Linked DNA regions of Danio rerio: region 1 is linked to region 2. A link is a contact called in public Micro-C data. All regions are on one chromosome and are shown on one strand. The core of a region is the stretch at or near the end of the contact, and the rest is flanking DNA. Distances in the headings are between cores, read along the strand shown. Region 1 overlaps LOC100331694 (bromo adjacent homology domain-containing 1 protein). Region 2 holds the start of cipcb (CLOCK-interacting pacemaker b).

Region 1 (4,471 bases), core at 1,849-4,348, 190 kb after region 2:
GCCAATCATATTGACCTTATTCTAAAATGCGGAAGTGCGCCTGTTTTCGCGATTGTCTTAGAACTTCCGTTTCAGTCGCCTGTGGGAGAAATGACAAGGAATAATAAACGGCAAAAAACTACTCGCTCTACAAACAAATGCTTGCATGACTACACAGACCAAGTAGAATAATATAACAAGGAAATATCAGTTTGCAACATCAAACAGCGAAACGAGCAGTTTTTAATGTCTAAAAATGAATAGAAGTGAATGAGAGCGGAAGTCTCGTGCCAAAAAGATTCAAATGGCAGCGCCCGCTCGTCTGCGGAGAATAAGGTCAATATAAATCGCCTTCAAACGGTTCAAAATGCAGCCGCTAGGCTTCTTCCAGCAGCTCTCCAAGTTTATTACTCCTATCCTGCGATGCTTAAATTGAGTGCCAATATGTTTAAGAATTGAGTTTAATATTTTTATCTATGTTTTTAAGGTAATAAATGGCCGGATTTCAACTTATCCGTCTATTCTTATCACTGTTAAAATATCTGCAGATGTTTAAGGTCATCAAACCAGAAAATGCTAGTTGTTCCCAAATCCAAATTTAAAAAAAAGAGAGAGATTGAGCTTTCTCAGTAGTAGGTCCTTAAATGTGGAGTGGCTACTTATGTCCACCTGTGCAACAGTCTCCATGAATCTTTGTTCAGAGAGAAACTTAAACTCCCCCTCCTAGAGTAAGAGCTTTAAATTTAAATTTAAATTTTGAGACAATTGACCCAATCACACCCATCTGGTGTCTTGTTATTTATCGTGGATGCTGTGCAATATGTTGGAGGTATTCTATGTTGATTTATCTTTTTTTATTTATCTTTTTTTTTGATAATTAGTTTTTTGGTTTGTACAGCACAATGGTCAACAACTGTTGTTTTATTTTCCTTTATAAATAAACTAGAACCTAAAGTCCATTGACAAACTTTAATGTTGGCTTGAGAAAGCCAGGGTGACTGCGCTACGACTTGAATGCAGTTGGCAGGAAGCCCAGCGGTTGCTTATTGGTGCTAGGCAGTTGCCAGGGCTTTTCTAGACAGTTGCTAGAGTGTTCTGAGTGATTCCTAGGCAGTTGCTAGGGTCCACTGGGTTGTTAACTGGCAAGCCTCATTTACATGTTTGATCAAATCCTCATACTTAGCAAGCATTTCTAGTGCGTTATAGCACTTGGCTAATTGTTATTAGCATAGCTAAACAATGCTAGCACGTGTAGCATACAAGAAGTCTTATCTGCTCGCATGAGTCAAACTTAAAAAGTGTATGACATCAACTGAGAAATCATTTTAAAGGAACACATGCTAAATGTCTTGCATAGTAAGAAAGAGCAGAGCTAAACCGAAAGTGAAAGTGTCTTATTATTCCTTATCCTGTAGTGCCCTCTTGTGGACACTGTCAGATCCATCAGGCTAATTTAATGCTAAAAAATGCATTTATAGGAAAACTGTTGTTTATGATTACTCCAAAGTAATATAGTAATAATCTGCAATGTTCACCACGTCTTTTGGCCAAAGTTGGGGATTGTATAATTTTTATATGCTAATAAAATAATTTATTATTAAAATGTCATATTTACAATTTCTTTTAAATCAAGAACTATAAACCAATTCGAGATGAGGAGATACAGCAACAATCTTGTATGTGGACGGCACCTTTGGCCAAATTTGGGTTTTATAGCATGAACAGCCTAGGAGAAAAAGTGCTCACTTTGCAGAATAATAATAATAATATGTTTCAGTAGCATAACAGTGTGTTGTTTAATGTTATGATGTTCTTGCTGCTGGTGGGAGAAAAAAAAAAAAGCGGTAATGAAGATCAAGATCCCCCTGACTGAAAATGACCAAAAGCAGCGCATGTTGCTTAGTAGGAGCTTTCTGTATCACTGATGCATTTATAAGGGGAATCAATGCAGTGCCAGAGGCGGAGCACACACACTACACCATCAAGAACAATGCCGGCGCACATGCTCCACAATAAATGTGACTTTATTTATAATAATGTAAATATAAGTTGTTCTTACTTTATATTTTAAGAAGAGGCATCACTTGCATGATATTAAGCCATTCATGTTCTGATACCCAGCGCTCCCTTTAATAAAACTGAAGATAAGCGCAGAAGACATGATGTTCACTGATCATTTCTGACAGCAATATTCACCTTCTGTTCCATTAAACAATGAGCTTTAGGAAAAACAGCTGAGAAGACACGTAAATAACACAAGGATGAGTATTATTGGAGACCCACAGGAAAATTCTATAGTAATGCAGAGTAAATAATATAAATGGTTATTCTGAACCCTAGTAGAGTGAGGTATATTATACTGTATATATTACAGTATCAACAACACTTGTTGAGCCCTACAGCATTACCTGATAAACTAATAAATACTGTAGTACCTTTTACAGTAAACTGCAGTGTATTGCAGTATATTACAGCTACCATATGCTAGTATTGAGTATTTATGCTACTAAAACACTGGTTGTGTGATAATATCACCTACAGAACAGCTAAATTAAAATACTTTACTATAACATGTTTAACATACACTATAGTGTTTATACACGCGGAGATGCAGAGAGCAAAGAGAAAGTTTTATAGCAGTTTCTGCACCTGTGACCTTCCCGCACTTCACCTCAGGTGTGGTTATTACCGCTCATAAACAGACGCTGCCGGATGTGCAGAGTGGAGCAGGTGTCGGGCGCGCGCCTGAAAGTTCGACGCGAATCGCAAGTTGCAGTCGTGACGTCACTCCGACGTCACCGAGTTTTCCGTTTGTTGTTGTTTATTATCAGATCACAAAATGAAGATGTGCACTAATCTGACGTCATCATTCAGCAGAAATGACGTCTTTCCTCGTCAACAACGTCGCATGTCATTAAAAGGCGATGGAGTTAAAGCGCGCGTCATCGGCGCCATTGATCTCCGCTCTGATCAAAGGCTGCCGCGGCGGATCAGACGCACATCATCAAACAGACCCGCAGCTTTAAAGACTCACCGCGTCGAGGATCCGAGTGTGTGCGTGTTCGCTCCTCTGCTGATGTTTCTCTTCCTGCTTCAGCTCAACTTCAGCTCAGCCAATCGCAGGCGCACATGCTGATGCCCACATCCTCTTCGTCCAATCAGGAGACGATACTCGCTCGTGCTCATTATAATATTCATCATATTCCGCTTCCAACTGTCAATAATTCATCACGATAAAAAACACGACACGAGCTGAGCACGTGGGTTAAAAATCAGATTTGCTATAATTCTCCATCTGCTGAAAACCCAACACTACATCTAGAAGGTGTTGAGTTGACTAATAAATGTACTAACAAACATATTTTTCAGAAGCACAATAAAATTACTCCCAGAGGCAAACTTTTGTGGAACTCTAGTACTCTAGTATAGTTAATATTTGGAAAAGAGCCTGGATAACTCCCCTAAAATACACTATTAATAATCAGATTAAGGAAATCCATTTTAGAATAGTACAGACAATTCACCCAGTAAAACCGCAGGATATCTGTGGGGTCTGCAGTGTGGATGAAGACAGCCTTTGCCACTTGTTTTTTGAATGCAACATTGTAAAGTATTTCAGGAGGAATCTAGCCAAATACATTTTAAAAATGACAAAACTTAGTTATAATTTTACATTAAAAGATGTTATTTTTTATGATGAAAACAAATCCGACACAGTCTTTTATATTTTGTTAATCTCTTTATTTTATTGGCAAAGTTTTACACACACAAACAGACATTTGCTAAATCATCTCCCTCATTAACAGGGTTTTGTGTCGAGTTTGACTATTTCTGCAGTGAAAAATCTGACATATGCATCAATTATTGTGACACTTGTTTGATTCCCCTGTCAACTCTTAAAATCACTGGATGTAGAAATGCTGTACACTATACTTTAGTTTTTGTTGATTTTTACCATTGTTGTATTAGTTTTTTTGTTTCGTAATTTGCATTGTGTTGTATGTTTGTTCCTGACGGTTATGCAAAAAAAAAAAAAAAAAAAAGCTAGCACGTGGATCAGACTGACTGTGCTGATGTTGATTTTCATAGATATATACACTAGATATCGCATAGGCACCCTGAGCATGCGTCAATATCGCCGCCATATTGGTACAGTGCTCCCAGGACAAATGTCATTCAACCGCACTAGTCAAGACAGTGTTATTACGTGAAGATGCGGGACTTTAGCGCTGTCTACGAGTGTAGTAACGAGCAAACAAAGAAAACAAAGCACAAAGGCAGAACATTTCATAGGTAATATTCAGTTTATGTTTTTGTATGTTCTGAACTTTTGTGCTAAACAGGTCACGCTATTGATGATAACAGTCACTTACTGCATTCACCATACGGCAAAGCAGAAGCGAAAAGCGGCAAAAGCGGCAAAGCAGCGGCAAAGCAGCATTAACTCGCACTAAACACTCGGCTTATGCAAGTTTTGTTGAATAAAATCAGC
Region 2 (4,906 bases), core at 2,002-4,501:
TTCATCAACACATCCATCAATTCACTTGTTTCCATACGTTTATCCATTTATGCATTATTTTACTCTTTCATTGATTCTATTAGTCATCCATTCATACATTCATTCATTTATTCATCCATTAATCAGCTATTAAGTCATTCAATCATCCATTTATTCATCCATCCATTCATGCATTCATTTACTCATTCTTTCATTCTATTAGTCATCCATTCTTACATTAATTTGTTCGTTCGTTAATCCATCAATTGTGTCATTCATTAATTCATTTACTTATTCGTCCATTCACTCTTTCATTAGTCATTCATTCAATCATACATCCATTAATTCATTAATCCATCTATTAACTCATTCGTTCATTAATTTACTTATCCATTCATTTGTTTACTCATCCATTCATTCATCCAACTATTAACTTATACATAATATTCATTTATCGATTCATTCAGTCATTTACTCCTCGATTCATTAATTCATCCATCTAATCACTTGTTTCATTACATTCAATGATTCATGCATTCATTTACTCATCCATTCATTAATTCATATATCTATTCACTTGTTTCCATACATTCAATGAATGAATTCAATGAGTGCTTGTAATTAGTTTACACCAATAACTCCTCACTTTCTCTAATTTGGACCAGTGTCTTTTATAAATATTAGCAATTTAATAAATGCCTAAAGCAGAGGAGGAGCAGTCAGTCAAGTTTACAGTGTTCCTTTAAATCGGTTTCCACTAAAGAAAGTGTATCTAAAAATATACTGTGTGTGTGTGTGTGTGTGTGTGTGTGTGTATCTATATACACAATTAATGTATGCATTTTGGAGAAAATGCCATGTTTCAGTGTAAGTTTTAGAGCACCGGTGAGCATTATCTGTCATGATAATTATAGATTGATAGATCTTACATTTGTTTCTTGTATTCTTGTTTATGTTAAGCACTTTAAATTACCACTGTGTGTGAAATGTGCTTTATAAATAAACTTGCCTTGCCTTTTACTGTCATTAAAGTAAAAATTAACTCACAAACATAATGTAAACATGACTGACTGCTTCACTTTAAGAGTAACTCCAGCTCAATCTGCTCTTTTATTCCTGTCAGCCTCTTCATCATCCTCATCATCAGAAGCAGCATACCTGGACACATAAGAGTGGACGTGTGCTGAATTACACTGAATCAGACGCATCTTATCACAGACACTGAGAAGTATCAGTGGAATAACCTGCCAAACTGCAGCAGACAGGCCAGCAGATGGAAAATACTCTCATTATAAAGCGACAGCTCACCCTAAAAGCAGAACTCTGTCCTCATTTGAGTTTTTTCTGTCTGTCGAATTGCCATAATATTTGTTTTTCCTACTATGGAAGTCAGTGGTTACAGGTTTCCAGCATTCTACAAAATATCTTCTTCAGTGTTCAACAGAATAAAGAAGCGTATAAAGGTTTGGAAACGCTTGAGGGAGAGTAAATACTGAGTAAACGGTATTTGTTTTGGGTGACCTGTCCCTTAAGGAAACAGCTGTACTATGCAGTGAATGTTTATCATTCTGTATGTCTTAATATATTTAAATAAAAGAATAAACTCACAGTATCACCGAGGTGTCTGATTACTAAGATCAGGGAGTTTTTAATGTTATATGAGTTTTGATCTGTGCAGATCAGATGCAGTTTACAATAGATATCTTATTTACATACATGAAGTGTATTGAAGCAGCGGGGATGTCTGAAGAGCTTTATGATTCACATTTGTGATCCTTTCCAAATAGCACAATAACTTTAAGCAAGTCATGGTGGTGCAGTGGTTAGCATGTTCACCTCACAGCAAGAAGGTCTCTGGTTCGAGTCTCGGCTGGGTCAGTTGGTGTTTCTGTGTGGAGTTTGCATGGTCTCCCCATGTTGGTGTGGGTTTCCTCCGGGTGCTCCGGTTTCCCCCACAGTCCAAACACATGCGCTATAGGGGGATTTATTTATTTATTTATTTATCTATCTATCTATTTCATAATGTATTTATTACATTTTAAGCAATACAGATACAACAACAAACAAGTGAACAGAACATGGGGAGAAATAATTAAATATATATAGTTAAATAATAATAAAATAAAAGGCATCAATAAAATTAGAGATATAGCATCTTCATGCACCACAAACCTTCACAAGATCTGACCTTGTTGAATCAGCCCTCTGATGATTATGGAGGTTATGTTTAAACCCATATGTAACATAAATGCATCCCACCTCTCATGAAAGACACAAGTTAAGTTGTCCAGTGGTGCATATTAAAGTATTACCCTGTGCCATAAAGACTTTGCAGAAGTTTTGTCCATTATCCAGTTCAGGAGAATACTTTTTCTTGCACAGAATGTCAGGAACTTGCAAAGTGTTTATTATGTTTGTTCATTTTAATCCCGAGCAGCATATGTGTGGGGTCACAGCCAATAATAATAGATAAAATACCATTAATTTCTGGTTCAATCCTGGCCCAGAACTGTTGAATTTCCCTGTGCTGTAGGGGAATTGAATAAGCAATAGTGTATGTGTGAGAATGCAAGAGTGTATGGGTGTTTCCCAGCTGAAAGAGCATCCGCTGTGTAAAACATATGCTGGATTAGTTGGTGGTTCATTCCGCTGTGGCGACCCCTGATTAATAAAGGGACTAAGCTGAAAAGAAAATCACTGAATGAATAATAACGTTATACATGTCCATTTATATATAGGCCAGACCTCACACTCCATATATAATCAGTTATAGTCATACATTAACAGCACATTTCATCAATAACACATTATAGATGAGTGTAATTACAGCAGAAAAAGACATTAGGAATAATCTTCTTACAAAAACAGCACAACAACATACACATTATGAAACCATGTGTAATTTTTAAATATAATGTGTATAGGTGAGAATCATTTATTGTAGTTGCTATTAAAATAATATCAGCGTAATGCAGGTTACATGAGGTCATGTCACTGTTACATAATGAATGTGTTCAACACTCTTCTCACGTCACCCGACAGTCACGTTTTATAGCTCAGTGCTCCAGCTCAGCCAATCAGAGACGAGAATGAGATTGACGCGATTACTTAGAGCCGCCTTGCGTTTCCATAAAAGGAATCAGTCAGGAGCGCATGCGTTTCCATCCATACAACAGAACTGCGGTAAGCACCGCCTCCTGTGATGCGATTGGTCAGTCTGAGGGTTTGGTAGTTTGTGATTGCATGAGCTCAAGAGTCAATCACGTGGCTGTGAGCGTGTTTTGCGTGACGGGTTTGAGCAGGGCGTCTGACCGACCCGACGTACCCAAAAATCGGCAAATAACGGTGAAAATCGCCGCTGTGATCGATCTCACTGACCGGGTTTGTGGAGGAGCGCGGATATACCGGGTTTTGAGCCGTCATTCACCGGGATTCCCTCCGGATGAGCGGTCGGTCATCGGCGCTCACACGTAAGCCGTCCGCCGCTGCTTCTGCACTCAATAAATAGATTAATAGTACATAAATCAGCAAATCGGTGCGTGTGAGGGAATAAAGCGCGACTCTCGTCTGCTTTTCTCGTGGTAAAGCTGCAGTGTTGATGGCTGCTGCTTTGCTTTAGCCTGCACCGCCATGACTGGAGTTTAAATATTGGATAACGATATGAAACATTAATATAAACGTCCAGCACGGGTAAATGTCAACCGAGATTATAAGATCTTTGACAGCTGACGACCAGAGACGCTGGAGATTAACGTTAAATGGGTCAGCTGGTTTACGCCGCGGCTCGGCCTGATGACGTCACGACACCGGAACGTCAATATACACAGCGGTGATGTAAACTGAAGAGTTCTCTAATTATATAATAACATGCATTATTTCTGCGGTGAAAATCATCTTTACTTCTGTGTGTGGTATGATTGCGGAGATCTCATTGAAATATGAAAACGCCTGGCATTTAGTTAAGGTTTAAACATTTATTGAACCATTATACTGTTCATCATAATATTGTTATTAAATGCTGCAGCATATTACTGTAGTGAACTGAAACACTAATAAATACTGTAGTATGCTTTAGTTTTACTACAGTAAACATTGGTGTGTTGTAGAATAGTAACTAATACCCTACAGATGATGAAAAGCTCAGTGTTGGCTCGTTTGTTTCTATTACCGAAGTTCTTGTTGTGTTACCATAGCAACAGGAGAATCGCCGTAACAGATTAATTACTATAGCTGTTGTGTTTCCATAGCAACTGTAGAATCACTACAACAGATTAAATACTGTAGTTGTTGTGTTACCGTAGCAACATGAATCGCCATAACAGATAAATTACTATAGCTCTTGTGTTACCATAGCAACTGTAGAATCACCACAAAACACTAAATCCTATAGTCTCGTGTTACCATAGCAACTGTAGAATCACCACAACAGATTAAATGCTATAGTTGTTGTGCTACCATAGCGACTGTAAAATCCCCACTGCAGATTAATTCAGGTGCTTTACTGTAGTATGGTTGAGAAACACTACAGTATTTACTCTAAAGTGCTATCGTTGTGGGATTTTCAAAGATGCATTATTCTCTTTCTCCCAGGTTCTAATATAAAATACTCTAATTCTGTATATTCTCTACTGATAAACAAGACATGGTGATTAGTAACTCCATAATAATCCCTCTAGTAACACTTTGATAACAAGGTTACATTAATGAAGCTCTAGTAAGCTGAACCAACAGCAGTCCTGAAGATTCAGATGTGGAATGGGTTTTATTGAGGAGTGTGTTCAGACGTGACATTATTGGGCTCATTCTGTTGATGTTCAGGTGTTCAAGCCGGTTCGGAGGAGGAGGAGGAAGAGGATGAAGGGTGAAGCACACCTGAGGGCGATGGGCAGATTTAAAAACAGACGGATGGAGAAGTCCAAGAAGGACT

What was found. Hi-C and Micro-C count contacts between places; a contact is called where the count stands out from the background.
Region 1: a Micro-C map of caudal fin shows a contact between it and region 2, with 6 times the contacts expected there. The contact joins the enhancer-like site here to the promoter of cipcb in region 2. A contact is called at or near these places in 2 of 18 Hi-C or Micro-C datasets (caudal fin and an unstated tissue).

The regions. Positions count from the first base shown.
Region 1 is chr20:58,389,718-58,394,188 of GRCz12tu, forward strand. All of the region lies in intron 1 of LOC100331694 (bromo adjacent homology domain-containing 1 protein), which reads right to left. Among named protein-coding and RNA genes, the nearest start is that of ora6, 8.5 kb to the right of the region's middle. Within about 2 kb of position 3,099, at least 55 of the 62 cell types and tissues checked have an H3K27ac peak or open chromatin away from gene starts, as enhancers often do. A contact at or near this core is called in caudal fin, where this site is marked.
Region 2 is chr20:58,201,449-58,206,354 of GRCz12tu, forward strand. It overlaps cipcb (CLOCK-interacting pacemaker b), which reads left to right and starts at 3,252. Exons shown (of 5, transcript XM_005170230.6): 1 at 3,252-3,449; 2 at 4,798-4,906. The coding sequence starts at 4,834. pgfa (placental growth factor a) reads left to right here. Exons shown (of 7, transcript XM_073933885.1): 7 at 1,103-1,585. The coding sequence ends at 1,149.